Linked DNA regions of Macaca mulatta: region 2 is linked to region 1. A link is a contact called in public Hi-C data. All regions are on one chromosome and are shown on one strand. Each heading gives the region's core, a stretch centred on a gene start, on an enhancer-like site or on the middle of the called end of the contact. The rest is flanking DNA. Distances are from core to core; before and after follow the strand shown.

Region 1 (6,918 bases), core at 41-2,540:
TGTGGTGGCGGGTGCCTGTAATTCCAGCTACTCGGGAGGCGGAGGCGTGAGACTCGCTTGAACCCGGGAGGCGGAGGTTGCAGTGAGCCGAGACGGCGCCACTGTACTCCAGCCTGGGTGACAGAGCGAGACTACGTCTCCATTTTTTTAAAAAGGGGGTGAATTTAATTGTATGTGAATTATATCTCAACTTTTTTTTTTTTTTTGAGATGGAGTCTCGCCCTGTCCCCCGGCTGGAGTGCAGTGGTGCCATCTCGGCTCACCGGTGGGCAACCCCTGCCTCCCGGGTTCAAGCGAGTCTCACGCCTCCGCCTCCCGAGTAGCGGGGGTGACAGGCGCCCGCCACCAGGCCTGCCTATTCTTGGATTTTTAGTAGAGACGGGGTTTCGCTGTTAGCCAGGCTGGTCCAGAACTCCTGGCCTCAAGCGATGCTCCCGTCCGCCTTCCAAAGTTCTGGGACTACCGGTGAGACACCGCGCCAGACCTCATCTCAATCTGGTAACAAGGCCCAATACTCAGCTAAACTGAGCGTCAAATTTTTATTTATTTATTTTCCCCGTGACAGGTCTCGCTCTGTCGCCCGGGATGCAGTGTCGTGATGCCGGTGCGATCTCGGCTCACCACAGGCCCGACCTCCCGGGAACACGGGGCCAGGCCGCCGCCACGCCCGCGTCAAATTCCTTTCAAATCAGTCATCTCTTCCCAGCGTCCCCCGCTCCCTGCAACTCAACTTCGTTCAGCTGTTAACACCGACTTCAGCTCCCCCAGCCCGTCTCCGGGCAGCGTCTCCGGGCAGCGTCTCCGGGGACGCGCCACCACGGACTCCCGGCTGCCCGCACCGCGGTGGGGTCCCGGCGCGCCGGTGCCAGCTTTCCCGTACCCCGCCTTCCTGCCCATCTGTCGGGAAGCCCCGGTACTGAGCCCCTCACTGCGCCGGTGAACTAGAACAGGCCTCCGGGCTCAGCACCTCTGCGCTGAGACCTCGGGGTCAGCTCCACCGCGGCCCCAGGTTCTCACGCTCCACACCCACGGCAGAACCACCCGGGGAAGCCGCTCTCCTCCCCCACTTACGGGCCTCCGGCCCCGCGCGGTGCACGCAGGGAGCTCGATCTAGGCTACGGACAAGGGGAAGAGCGCTTAGATGGAGGCTGCGCAGAGGAGAATGGGAAGGGTGTGCGAGGGTCTCTGGGAAGAAGGTCCGAACCCACGCCAGCGCCGGACGGCAAAAAAAAAACAGACCGGAGGAGGAACTGTAAATCAAGTAGGAGGGGAAAAGAGCCGCAAAGCCGTCTGCGGCAGCCGTAAAGCAACCTGGAGGCGCAGTGCTGGCGTCTACGTGCTGAGCCGCTCGGCCTGCCCCTTCCCGGCGCGCGCTCTGCCTGCTACTTCCCTCCAGCTTCCCTCGGTCCGCGGCCGTCGGACCTCTGCTGCCCCCTGGTGGGCTCGGGGGTGTCGTCTGGCCTGCAGGGGCTAGTTAGGCCGGCGTGGTTCCCACTTCACATGCCCGGCGCCCACTGGGATGCGGGGCCCACCCGTGCACAACTGGGAAGATCTTAGGCAGAACGGTTGTCGGAGACCTGCCCAGGTTCCGCCCGGGCCGAGGCAGCGGGGGACCGGGTGGTTCCGGAGGCCCCTCACCACCGCAGCGCACAGCCAGCCGTCACCGGATGGCGCCTTCGGTTAGCGACGACGGCAGGGAATGGAGGAGTGCGGCTCGGCGAGGTCCTCTCGAGAATGCCCCTGGGGCCCGCGCGGCGGCTCAGGCCTGTAATCCCCGCACTTTGGGAGGCCGGGGCGGGCGGATCACCTGAGGTCAGGAGTTCGAGACCAGCCTGGTCAACATGGAGAAACCCCCGTCTCTACTAAAAATACAAAAAAATGAACCGAGCGTGGTGGCGGCGCCTGTAATCCCAGCTCCTCGGGAGGCTGAGGCCGGAGAATCGCTTGAACCCGGGAGGCGGAGGTTGCGGTGAGCCGAGATCGCGCCACTGCCCTCCAGCCTGGGCGACAGAGCGAGACTCCGTCTCCGAAAAAGATGGATGGATGGATAGATGATTGATGGACAGATAGTCCAACCTCAGAAAGGAAAAGGGCCTTCTATGTATAAAAATTGAGCAATAAATCATAAAGTAAATGGATAAATGTAACTACCGACATAAAACTTTTTAAACTTAATGTTTAAAAAAAAAACTTTTTTTTTTTTTTTTTTTTTTTTTTGGAGATAGGGTCTCACTCTGCTGCCCAGGCTGGAATGCAGTGAGATGATCATAGCTCACTGCACCCTTGAACTTCTGGGCTTAAGGGATGCTCCTGCCTCAGCCTCCTAAGTAGGTGGAACCACAGGCCCGTGTCACTGTGCCCAGATTTTTCTTTTTTTTTGTAGATACGGAGTCATGCTTTGTCACCCATTCTAACAAAACTTTAAACAAGAAGAAAGGTAAATATTATTACCATATATGGTAAGAGAGTTCATATATTAACTTCAAAGAAAAATAAATGAAATGAGTGAATATATCACAAAAGGAGAAATACAATAAATATGAGAAAAGGTTTAACTTCAATAAAAGTAATATATATATTAAAACAAGTATAACATTATCATTTCACCGATTAAATTAGGAAATTAAAATGTTTCTTTTTACACAAACATATGAACACATTCTTAATGAATTTTGAAGGTATTGCTTTAGTGTTTTTTATCTTTGCTGCTCTGGGGAAGTCCAATGCCATTCTAATTCCTGTTGCTTTTTATATAACCTGATACTTTGTATGTGAAAAGAATATAATTATACTTTTTTAAGTTTTCATAGTAGATATTTTCATTTAAGAAAGCACTTTGGGAGGCTGAGGCGGGTAGATCACCTGAGGTCAGGAGTTCGAGACTAGCCTGGCCAACATGGTGAAACCCCATCTCTACTAAAAATACAAAAATTAGCTGGGAGTAGTGGCAGGGCACCTGTAATCCCAGCTACTCAGGAGGCTGAGGCAGGAGAATTGCTTGAAACCAGGAGGAAGAGGCTGCAGTCAGCTGAGATTGTGGCATTGTACTCAAGCCTGGGTGACGAGAGCGAAACTCCATCTTAAAAAAAAAAACAAAACATGAAAAGATAAAATGAATAGAGGCCAGTCGCCATGGCTCATGCCTGTAATCCCACCACTGTGGGAGGCTGAGGTGGGTGGATCACCTGAGGGAAGGATTTCAAGACCAGCCTGGCCAACATGGTGAAACCCCATTTCTACCAAAAATACAAAAATCAGCCAGGCATGGTGGCACATACCTGTAGTCCCAGCTACTCAGGAAGCTGAGGTGTGAGAATCCCTGGAAACCAGGAGGCAGACAGAGGTTGCAGTGAGCCGAGATCACGACACTAGACTCCAGCCTGGGCAACAAGTGAGACCCTTTTTCTAAACAAAGAAAAGAAAATATAAATGGATAACCCAATTACCCTGAGGTGATCATTTACACGTTGTTTACAGGTATGAAAATATCACATGTACCTCAAAAGTATATACAACTATTATATATGTTTTTTTGGGGTTCTTTGGAGATAGGGTCTTACTTTGTTGTCCAGGCTGGAGTGCAGTGGCACCATCTTGGCCCAGCGCGACCTTTGCCTCCTGGGTTCAAGAGACTCTGCTGCCTCAGCCTCCCAAGTAGCTGGGATTACAGGCGTGCACTACCATTTCCAGCTAATTTTTGTATTTTTAATAGAGATAGGGTTTCACCACAATGGCCAGGCTGGTCTCGAACTCCTGACCTCAGGTGATCCTCCCACCTTGGCATACCAAAGTGCTGGGATTACAGGCATGAGCCACTGTGACCTGCCCTGTATATCAATTTTTTCATTGTGAAAAAATAAATAAATAAATTGTTTCAGTGGCCGCTGAGGTGTCCCTTGCTTCTACTGGTATATGCCTTCAATACTACTGTGCTGACACTTTCTCAAGTTGTCTCACAATGATAGAATTAGCCTTATTGAAACACCTGTATTTATTAAACAACTTCCTTCTAAGATGCTCCAGCTTTTAAAATTATACTTTATCCTGAGCATAATTCTTTGAGACAGAGAGAGGGACAGGTGAAGTCACACCTCACACTTCATAGCAGAGGTATTACTCCACAACCGTAAGCACACTCCTGTGGGTTGCATGAATTCTAAACTCTTCCAATACTGCTAGTTGTTTGTGAACGTGCCTTCAAGCACATGCTAAAATCAGACCTTTTTTTTTTTTTTTTTTTTTTTTGAGACAGAGTCTTGCTGTGTCGCCCAGGCTGGAGTGCAGTGGCACAAGCTTGGCTCACTGCAACCTCTACCTCAGGTTCGAGTGATTCTCCTGCCTCAGCCTCCTGAGTAGCTGGGATTATAGGTGCCCGACACCACGCCCGGCTAATTTTTTGTATTTTTTAGTAGAGACGGCGTTTCACCGTGTTGGCCAGGCTGGTCTTGAACTGCTGACCTCATGATCAGCCCACCTCGGTTTCCCAAAGTTCTGGGATTACAGGCCTGAGCCACTGTGCCTGGCCTACTCTCTGTTTTTGTGAATTTGACTATTTTAGATTCCTCATATTAGTGGAATCATGAATATTTGTCTTTTTTTTTTTTTTTTTTTTTGAGACGGAGTCTCACTCTGTCGCCCAGGCTGGAGTGCAGTGGTGCGATCTCGGCTCACTGCAAGCTCCGCCTCCCGGGTTCACGCCGTTCTCCTGCCTCAGCCTCCCAAGTATCTGGGACTACAGGCGCTGCCACCACGCCTGGCTAATTTTTGTATTTTTTGTATTTTTAGTAGAGACGGGGTTTCACCGTGTTAGCCAGGATGGTCTCAATCTCTTGACTTCATGATCTGCCCGCCTCGGTCTCCCAAAGCGCTAAGATTACAGGCGTGAGCCACCACGCCCGACCTTACTTGTTAATTTTTTGAAGAACGACCGTACTGATTTCCTTAGCACTTGCACCAGTTTACATTCCATCCAACAGTACACAAGGGTTCTAATTTCTCCACAACCTCGCCAATGCTTATTTTCTTTTCCTTTTTCTTTTTTTGAGACAGGGTTTCACTCTTGTTGCCTAGGCAGGAGTGCAATGGTGCAATCTCAACTCACCACAACCTCCACCTCCCAGGTTCAAGCGATTTTCCTGCCTCAGCCTCCTGAGTAGCTGGGATTACAGGCATGTACCACCACTCCTGGCTCATTTTTTTTGTTTTTTTAGTAGAGATGGGGTTTCACCATGTTGGCCAGGCTGGTCTCCAACTCCTGACCTCAGGTGATCTGCCTGCCTCGGCCTCCCACAGTGCTGGGGTTACAGGTTTGAGCCACCATACCCGGTCACTTTGTTCTTCTTTCTTATGACTAGTAAAGATTTTTGTTGTTGTTGTTGTTGTTGTTGTTTTTGAGATGGTGTCACACTCTTTTGCTCAGGTTTGAGTGCATTGGCATGATCATAGCCCACTACAGCCTCAAACGCTTAGCCTCAAGCACCCTCCTGCTTCAGCATCCTGAGTACCTGGGACTACAGGTGTGGGCTACCATGCCCTGCTTGGACTAGTCAAGTTTTAACAGATCATTAATTAACTCCTATTTTTCGAACAGCAGTAGCTGACATACGAGGAGACATTTAATACAGAGGCATAGGTCTCAGCCAAGGCAGTGCATCCAATTAGCCCTTAATTTCCTATATTTCACTGCCTGTTTCTTAACAAGGAAATAAAAGCCTTTTAGAACTCAAAGTAGCAGCTGTCAAGTGGAACTCTCCATATTGCATTTTTCAATAATTATCATTCCACAGAGCCCACCCTGGGCAGAATATCCAAGCCACTGGTTCTGAGATGGAGCCAGCTGGGATCAGAACTACCTTACTTCAATGCAAACATATTTTTCTAACTAATCTACTCCCTGGAAAAAGTTATTTTAACTGGATTTAAGACAGTGGGAGGGAAAGAAGTACAGAGAAGCACTGGCTTTCTTCCCGTTACTGCAGAATCAGTTGGTGTTTAGAATGAAGTGTGTCTTTTACAAGTGATTGATCTTCAAAACGGTAGAACTTCTGCCAGGCCGTAAAGTGGCAGAAGGGAAATGTGGGTCAGCACAAAAACTATTGAGGGTAAAAGAGAGAGAGATAAGGCCAGTGTTGCCATGAGACCTTGATCTTTTTCTTTTTTTTTTTTTTTTTTTTGAGACGGAATCTTGGTGTCGCCCAGGCTGGAGTGCAGTGGTGTGATCTTGCCTTACTGCAGCCTCCACCTCCCGGGTTCAAGCGATTCTCCTGCCTCAGCCTCCCAAGTAGCTGGGACTACAGGGTGATGCCGCCACACCCGGATAGTTTTTTTGTATTTTAGTAGAGGCAGGGTTTCACTGTGTTGCCCAGGCTGGTCTTGAACTCCTGAGCTCAGGCAATCCATCTGCCTCCGCCTCCCAAAATGCTGGGATCACAGGCATGAGCTACTGCACCTGGCCTAATTCATTTAATTCTTTTTTTTTTTTTTTTTTTGAGACGGAGTTTTGCTCTTGTTGCCCAGGCTGGAGTGCAATGGCACAATCTCAGCTCACTGCAACCTCTGCCTCCCAGGTTCAAGTGATTCTCCTGCCTCAGCCTCCCGAGTAGCTGGGATTACAGGCATGCGCCACCACACCCAGCTAATTTTGTGTTTTTTGTAGAGACGGGGTTTCTCCATGTTGATCAGGCTGGTCTCGAACACCGACCTCATGTGATCCGCCTGCCTTGGCCTCCCAAAGTGTTGGGATTACAGGCGTGAGCCACTGTGCCTGGCCTCATTTAATTATTATAATCTTTACAATAACCTCATGAGGCAACTAATTGTTCCTGGACCAAACTGAGGGTCAGGCTGCCATTTCTCACAGCCCAATAACGAGATGCAAATAAACTGGGGAGGAAGAGAGTTTTTATTTCTGCAGCCGGT
Region 2 (6,400 bases), core at 2,993-5,492, 57 kb after region 1:
CCTGCTTTTACTTTCGAGACAGGGTCTCACTTTGTTGCCCAGGCTGGAGAGTGGTACCATTATAGTGCATTGCAGCCTTGAACTCCTGGGCTCAAGGGATCCTCCTGCCTTAGCCTCCCAAGCAGCTAAGGACTGCAGGTGTGTGCCACCATTCCCGGCTAATTTTTTATTTTTTTTGTAGAGACAGGGTCTTGCTGTGTTGCCTGGGGTGGTCTCTGACTCCTGTCCTCAAGTGATCTTCCTGTCTCGGCCTCCAAAAGTGTTGGGATTACAGATGTGAGCTACTGTGCCTGGCCTAAACTGTTTTAACGATAGCAAGACTATCCATGCTTCAGTAATAGGTTGGGTGTAAAAGTTGAAACCCTTAAAAGCAGCAGCTTCTCTTTTTTTTTTTTTTTTAATCATAGTAACTAATTGTTCTGTTTAATTTTCTCTTTTCCAGGAGTTCTCTCTCTCAGAACTCCTCTCCTTCTGTTCCAATCCAACTTAGCTCCTGGGACTTCCCTTTACTGTTTTCCTGAGTTGTATCTAGTGATTGCTGGATGTTGTCAGATACCCTGATTTCCTCCTCATTTTGCTCGAGCACACGTTTAAGTAACTCTTTTTTTAAATTTATTTTTATTTTCTGAGACGGAGTTTTGCTCATTGTCCAGGCTAGAGTGCAATGGCACAATCTCAGCTCACTGAAACCTCCACCTCCCAGGTTCAAGCGATTCTCCTGCGTCGGCCTCCTGAGTAGCTGGGATTACAGGCGCCTGCTACCACGCCAGGCTAATTTTTGTATTTTTAGTAGAGACGAGGTTTCACCATGTTGGCCAGGCTGGTCTTAAACTCCTGACATCGTGATCCACCCGCCTCAGCCTCTCAAAGTGCTGGGATTACAGGCGTGAGCCACCATGCCTGGCCTGCCAGTTTGATTTTTGTTCTTTTATGAGCTCCTTTTTTTCCTCTTTGGAAACTTAGAATCTTCTTTACATTTAGAGTTCAAACATTTCACATGGCTGAATTTTTTTTTTCTTTTAGTTCTGTAGTAGTGGATTCTTTCAGTTCTAGGAAATTTTCTTGCATTATTTTTTTCAATAATTTTCTGTCCTTCATTTACTTTGTTTTCTCTTTCTCACATAATATTAGTCCTGTTGAATTGATTCTTTATCTTATTTTCTCTCACAATTTCCACCTCTTTGTATATTTATTGTTGTTTTTTTTTTTTTTTTTTTTTTACTGAGACAGAGTCTGGCTCTGTTGCCCAGGCTGGAGTGCAGTGGTGTTATTTCAGCTCACTGCAAGCTTGCAACCTCTGCCTCCTGGGCTTAGGCCATCCTCCCACCTCATTCACCTGAGTAGCTGGGATTACAGGCATACGCCACCACACTTGGCTTATTTTTTTTTTATTTTTATTTTTTGTAGAGACAGGGTTTTGCCATGTTGCCCAGGCTAGTCTTGAACTCCTGGTCTCAAATGATCTGCCTGCCTTGGCCTCCTAAAGTGTTGGGATTGCGTACGTGAGCCACAGCACCGAGCCCTATTTTCTTTTTTGAAATAAGGTCTCTTGCTCCGTCACCCAGACTGGGGTGCAGGCTCCTAACGTGTTGGGATTACAGGCGCGAGTCACTGCACCCGGCCCTATTTTCTTTTTCTTTTCTTTTTTGAAGTCAGGTCTCTTGCTCTGTAACCCAGGCCAGGGTGCAGCACCACCATCCTGGCTCACGGCTCCCTTGACCTCCCAGGATCAGGCAATACTCACACCCCGGCCTCCTGAGTAGCTGGGGTGTCCTCCAGGATGTCATGTGCACATCACCAGACCCGGTTAAGTTTTAAAACAGTTTTTACAGAGACAGGGTCTCACTATGTTGCCCAGGCTCCTTCTATTTTCTTTAAAAGTTCAGTGATTTTATCTTTCAATATTTTAATTAAATTTATAATTTGGCAATTTATTTTAAATTTCAAGATCTACTTTTAAACCTTGGATTGTTACTTCATCTGAGTATGCTAGTATACTAATTAGGTTTTCCTTTCTACATTCTCTGAGGTTTCTGTTTATCTCCCCCACACTCCATGTTGGAGACTTCTCTCAAAAATCTAATAACGCTTAGTTGTCTGTTCATACATAAGATGAGGCAGTTGGAATGCTGATGGGGAGTCTTGTGAACTTGGGAGGTGTCTTAGTCTATTTTATGTTGCTATAAAGGCATGCCTGCGGCTGGGTAATTTGTAAAGAAAACGGGTTTATTTAGCTCACAATTCTGCAGGCTCTACAAGCAGCAAGGCACTAGCATCTGCTCAGTTCTGGTGTCATGCTGCATCAAAACATGGCGGAGAAGGTCAAGAAAAAGTGTCTGTGCACATGCAAAGAGAAATCAAACCCGAGGTGAGTCCTGGCTTTAGAACAAGCCACTCTCAAAGGAGCAAATCCATTCTCCTGATAACCAATTTAGTGTCGCAAGTGTGAGAACTCACTATTGTAAGAATGACACCAAGTCCTTCATGAAGAATCTGCCCCCATGACCCACACACCTCCCACCAGGACCCACGTCCCAATACTATCACACTGGTAATCAAATTTCAACATAGATGTGGTCGAGACAAAAATACCACATCCAAACCACAGCAGGAAGTTCCTGCCAACCTGCCCAACTTCACTTTACAGTGGGTGGGTAGGAAATCAGCTATTGTGCTAGGATAAAGAATGCTTTACTCTTAGGCCATTCAATACTCAGTTAGCCCAAATCTCCCCAGATTATCAGAATACTTAATTTTAGCCTGGGATAAATGCCTAGATATTGTATCTGAGACAGAGGGAGAGTTCTGTTCTTCCTCATATAGACCTTTATTTAGTCTCCCTGTTCTCAATCCTGCTTCTCACTCTCGCTCTGTCTTGTAGGTATCTCCAAATCTCGGTCTCCCTAAAGCAGTTCTGGGCTGACAGCCCCCCCTTCCTTTCTGCAGCACCCTCTACACCCATTCCACATTATGGTTTTCTTCATTTTATTTTGTCAGACCACACTTACTTTTCACATGTCGAATTGAAAAACAATTATCTTCCGATGCCCCCCTTCTCCTTTTCTATTTTGTATCATTTTTATTTATCATCATTTTATGGGGTCTCAGGAAGAAGAGGCAGTAAATACATGTGCTTGGGTACCTAGCTTTAACAAAAAATCCTAAATGTAGGTTTTAAAAAAGATCTCTGGAGCAGGGTAGGAAAATAATATTTGTTGCCAGTGTGGTGGCAAAAAATAAAAAATAAAAATCTGAATCTGTGTTAGGACAGTATTTCTGTGTATAACATCGCGCTCAGCAACTTAACTCTCCAGATCCACGTATTTTAAGGACACGATGTATCTCAGACACCGACTTCAAACCTCACTTTACAGTTAAGTAAGACCACAAGTAGAATGATTTGCCTGAGGCCACACAAGTAGACAGTGGGAGAATGAGAACAGAAAGATCTATTGACTCTCAGTTCAATTTTCTCTTACCTTACCACACTGCTAGGGAGTAACAAGATGGGCAGATCACGAGTCAGATGAGAAAAGTCAAAGGATGACTTTTCCTGGGTAAATAGCCAGATGTCCAAGAAATGAAATGCTGGTCTGGCAGCACATCGTCTAACAGTTGGTAGTCGTATGTGGGAAGTACTGAATGGAGAGATGACAGCAGGCCCAGGAACTGCAATCATCCAAGTGCATGTCGATCCTGGGAGGGAACAATTAAGAGTCCGGGCAGGATGAAAAACAGTAGAAACGGGTGAGTGAATGCATGTGAACGCAGAGAAGCGACTGGAATTTGTTAGTGGGATTATGAGGCAGTGGTTAATTACGGTGGCGGAGGTGAGTAGGAGTAAAATGATGGCTTTTAACTCCTTTTAAGGACACCGAGAATTATTTTAATAAACACTGGAAGGCTGGGAATAAATATAATTCACACCATTCTTACTTTCTTGATTTAGAGATAAGCTTATCTACATCCTTAAATTAATGGCCGTAGCTACCCTCTGCATGGTTCCAAAAAAAAAAAAAAACCAAAACCCAAACCGGCTGCGAGTCTGCACGAGAAAACCGGGTTGCTCCAGGCCCCAGCCGCCCGCCGACTCGCCTAGCTGTCGGAGGCCAAATACACAGCTCCCGAAGCCGCGTCGGGCACCGCGCAGGGTCGGAACCGGGACACTAATTTCCGCCCACGCTCCCCGCGTCCGGGCCGGATCACCACAGAACACGACGTCCATTGCTGGGGTCCTCGGCGATGCCCGTGTGCGCAGCCCCGCGAGTCTCAGGTCAGATGGCCGCTCATTTCGCGGCCACGTTCCGCCAAGCTAAGGGGCAAAAAACCAGCTTTGGTGGAACAAAGCGTGCCCCCAGCAGCCACGGTCGGTCCCCGCGCTGGTCCCGCGGCGCTGGGCGGCCCCGGGCGCGGGTAACGGGCCACGAGAAGAAGGGGGCGGGGCGCCACTTAGGTTCGGGAAGACGCGACGCGGCTCCTCGGGCTTCCAGCGTCCACTTCCTACGGCAAGCGGGAAGAGACAAGCGCCGCCCCGCGCTCGCGGAGCAGACCCCGGCTCTCCCCTCCCGGGCCGCAGGGGTCGTGTGTGTGAGTGGGTACGCGTGTGTGTACGCAGGGCTGCTCCGCGCCTCTCGTTCGGTTTCGGTGCTGATCGACCGCCGCGGCGCCGAATTTCCCCCGCTTCCCAGTTCCTCACCCGCGTGTCCCGGAAGGCGCCCGGAGGCCCCCCGGCCGCCGCGTCACGCTCCCGGGAGGCTGAGGGAAAGGGAGGCAGCCGGGCCGGGAGCCCGGGGAGGGGCGCTGCGCCCGCGGCGCGGCTGGGGGCGGGGCTAGGTGTCTCGCGCAGGGGGCGGGGCGCGGTGACGTCGCGGGCGCCCGGGCCGTGCTGTGGCGGCGGCGGCGGCGGTAGTGGCGGTGGCGGTGGCGGCGGTAGTGGCGGCGGCGGCGCCCGGGCGGCAGCAGCGGCAGCAGCAGCAGCGGCAGCCCTGAGAAGGGTGAGACGGGCGCGACGGCGGCGGCAGCGCGGAAGTCGCGCGGGACCCAGAGCTTCCCCCGTGTCGCTAGCGCTGAGGCTTTTGCCTTTCCTGCCCAGCTTCTTGCTCACGGCCCGGGCTGGGCTGGGCGACGCGCCCCCGGGGAGGGGCGGAGCTGTAGGTGAGGCTTCGCGACCCCCTCCCCCTCCGGGCCAGCCCGGGGGTGGGGAGGGGCGGGCCCCACCCAGACCACGGCGCCCACCCGCGGGCTCCACCCAGCCGGGCTCCGGGATTGGGCGGGAGCCGAGGCGGTGGATGTGGGGATCCTGGGGCGGGAGGTCGGGGACTGGGGTCTGGGGCTCTGGGCACTTGGGGAGCGGAGGGGGGGAGGCTTAGGACTAGTGAAGCTGCGGACCAGGTAGTGGGCAGACGGAGAAATTGGGGAGCCATGAGGTTGGGGTGCGGTCAGGGTGGATCTTTGGGTTAGGTGAGTGATGTAAAATGCTGAAGATGATTCTTTTCTTTTTGATGAAATGGTGAGATAAAAGATGAAGTGTTGTATTTCAAAAGGACGATGAGCCGTGCATGTTACCTTTGAGGCAGTCGGAGAACCTATTTTATTGCACTGGATCTGTCACGTTTCTACTTTAGAGTTCGATTCTTTTCCTTCTAGCGGGGTGGATGGGGGCTCGGAGAGGGAAGGTGCTTTGGCTCAGGTAAACTGAGTGTGGATGGATCTGAAAGTTTTACACCCAAGAAGAGGGAGATCTTCGGTTTAGACAACTTCGTTCTGGCAGCCACCATTTGGGTTGCATTACTCTTAGCTCCTTCAAGGTGGTGTCTTCCAGGTTTTTTATCCCCGTGTGCCTAAAAGATCTCTTTATACCACCCTTTTACAGGCTGTATCCTGGTCCCTTGAGAGAAGGCCCCAGATCAGGTGGTTGCTTTGGAAGGCACGTTTCTGAATAATAGTTGCAGGTGGTTGTGGTTGACTACTTTGGGTGGATCAAGTGAACAATTTGAACAGTTCTGTTGGAGCTAATTATATGAAAAAATGCTGAAATGTTTTAAAGTACAACCGTCTTTTACAGCGTGTTGCCCAGCAGACCTTGACTTTTAGACATTTTGTGTTCAGTGCTAAATTGTTGAAATTTTATTTCTCCGTTTGCAGTTATACTTCTTGCGGTCTTTATTAAAACACTTTAAAATGAAATGGAACTTTTTTTTTGGTAGGTCCCTGAATTTCAGAGAAATGTTCTTGGAGTCAAGTGCTTTAAAAACATTTTGGGGGCATGTGTCTCACTTTGTATGGAAATATTACTAAGAATAAACAGTGTTCCATGTTCTTCACATCACTTTTTCACAACTTAGCACTGTAAATCAGAATCTTGTTTTCTGGATTCCTGCCCCCTGTTAGATTACAGTAT

Evidence for each region. Hi-C and Micro-C count contacts between places; a contact is called where the count stands out from the background.
Region 2: a Hi-C map of cortical neurons shows a contact between it and region 1, with 2.5 times the contacts expected there. The contact joins the promoter of LOC144333011 here to the promoter of RAD52 in region 1. A contact is called at or near these places in 2 of 14 Hi-C or Micro-C datasets (cortical neurons and fetal cortex germinal zone).

Annotation. Positions count from the first base shown.
Region 1 is chr11:1,726,315-1,733,232 of T2T-MMU8v2.0, forward strand. It overlaps RAD52 (RAD52 homolog, DNA repair protein), which reads right to left and starts at 1,291. Exons shown (of 13, transcript XR_013400762.1): 1 at 1,072-1,291.
Region 2 is chr11:1,780,277-1,786,676 of T2T-MMU8v2.0, forward strand. LOC144333011 reads left to right here and starts at 4,243. Exons shown (of 3, transcript XM_077954849.1): 1 at 4,243-4,273; 2 at 4,318-5,154. The coding sequence starts at 4,243.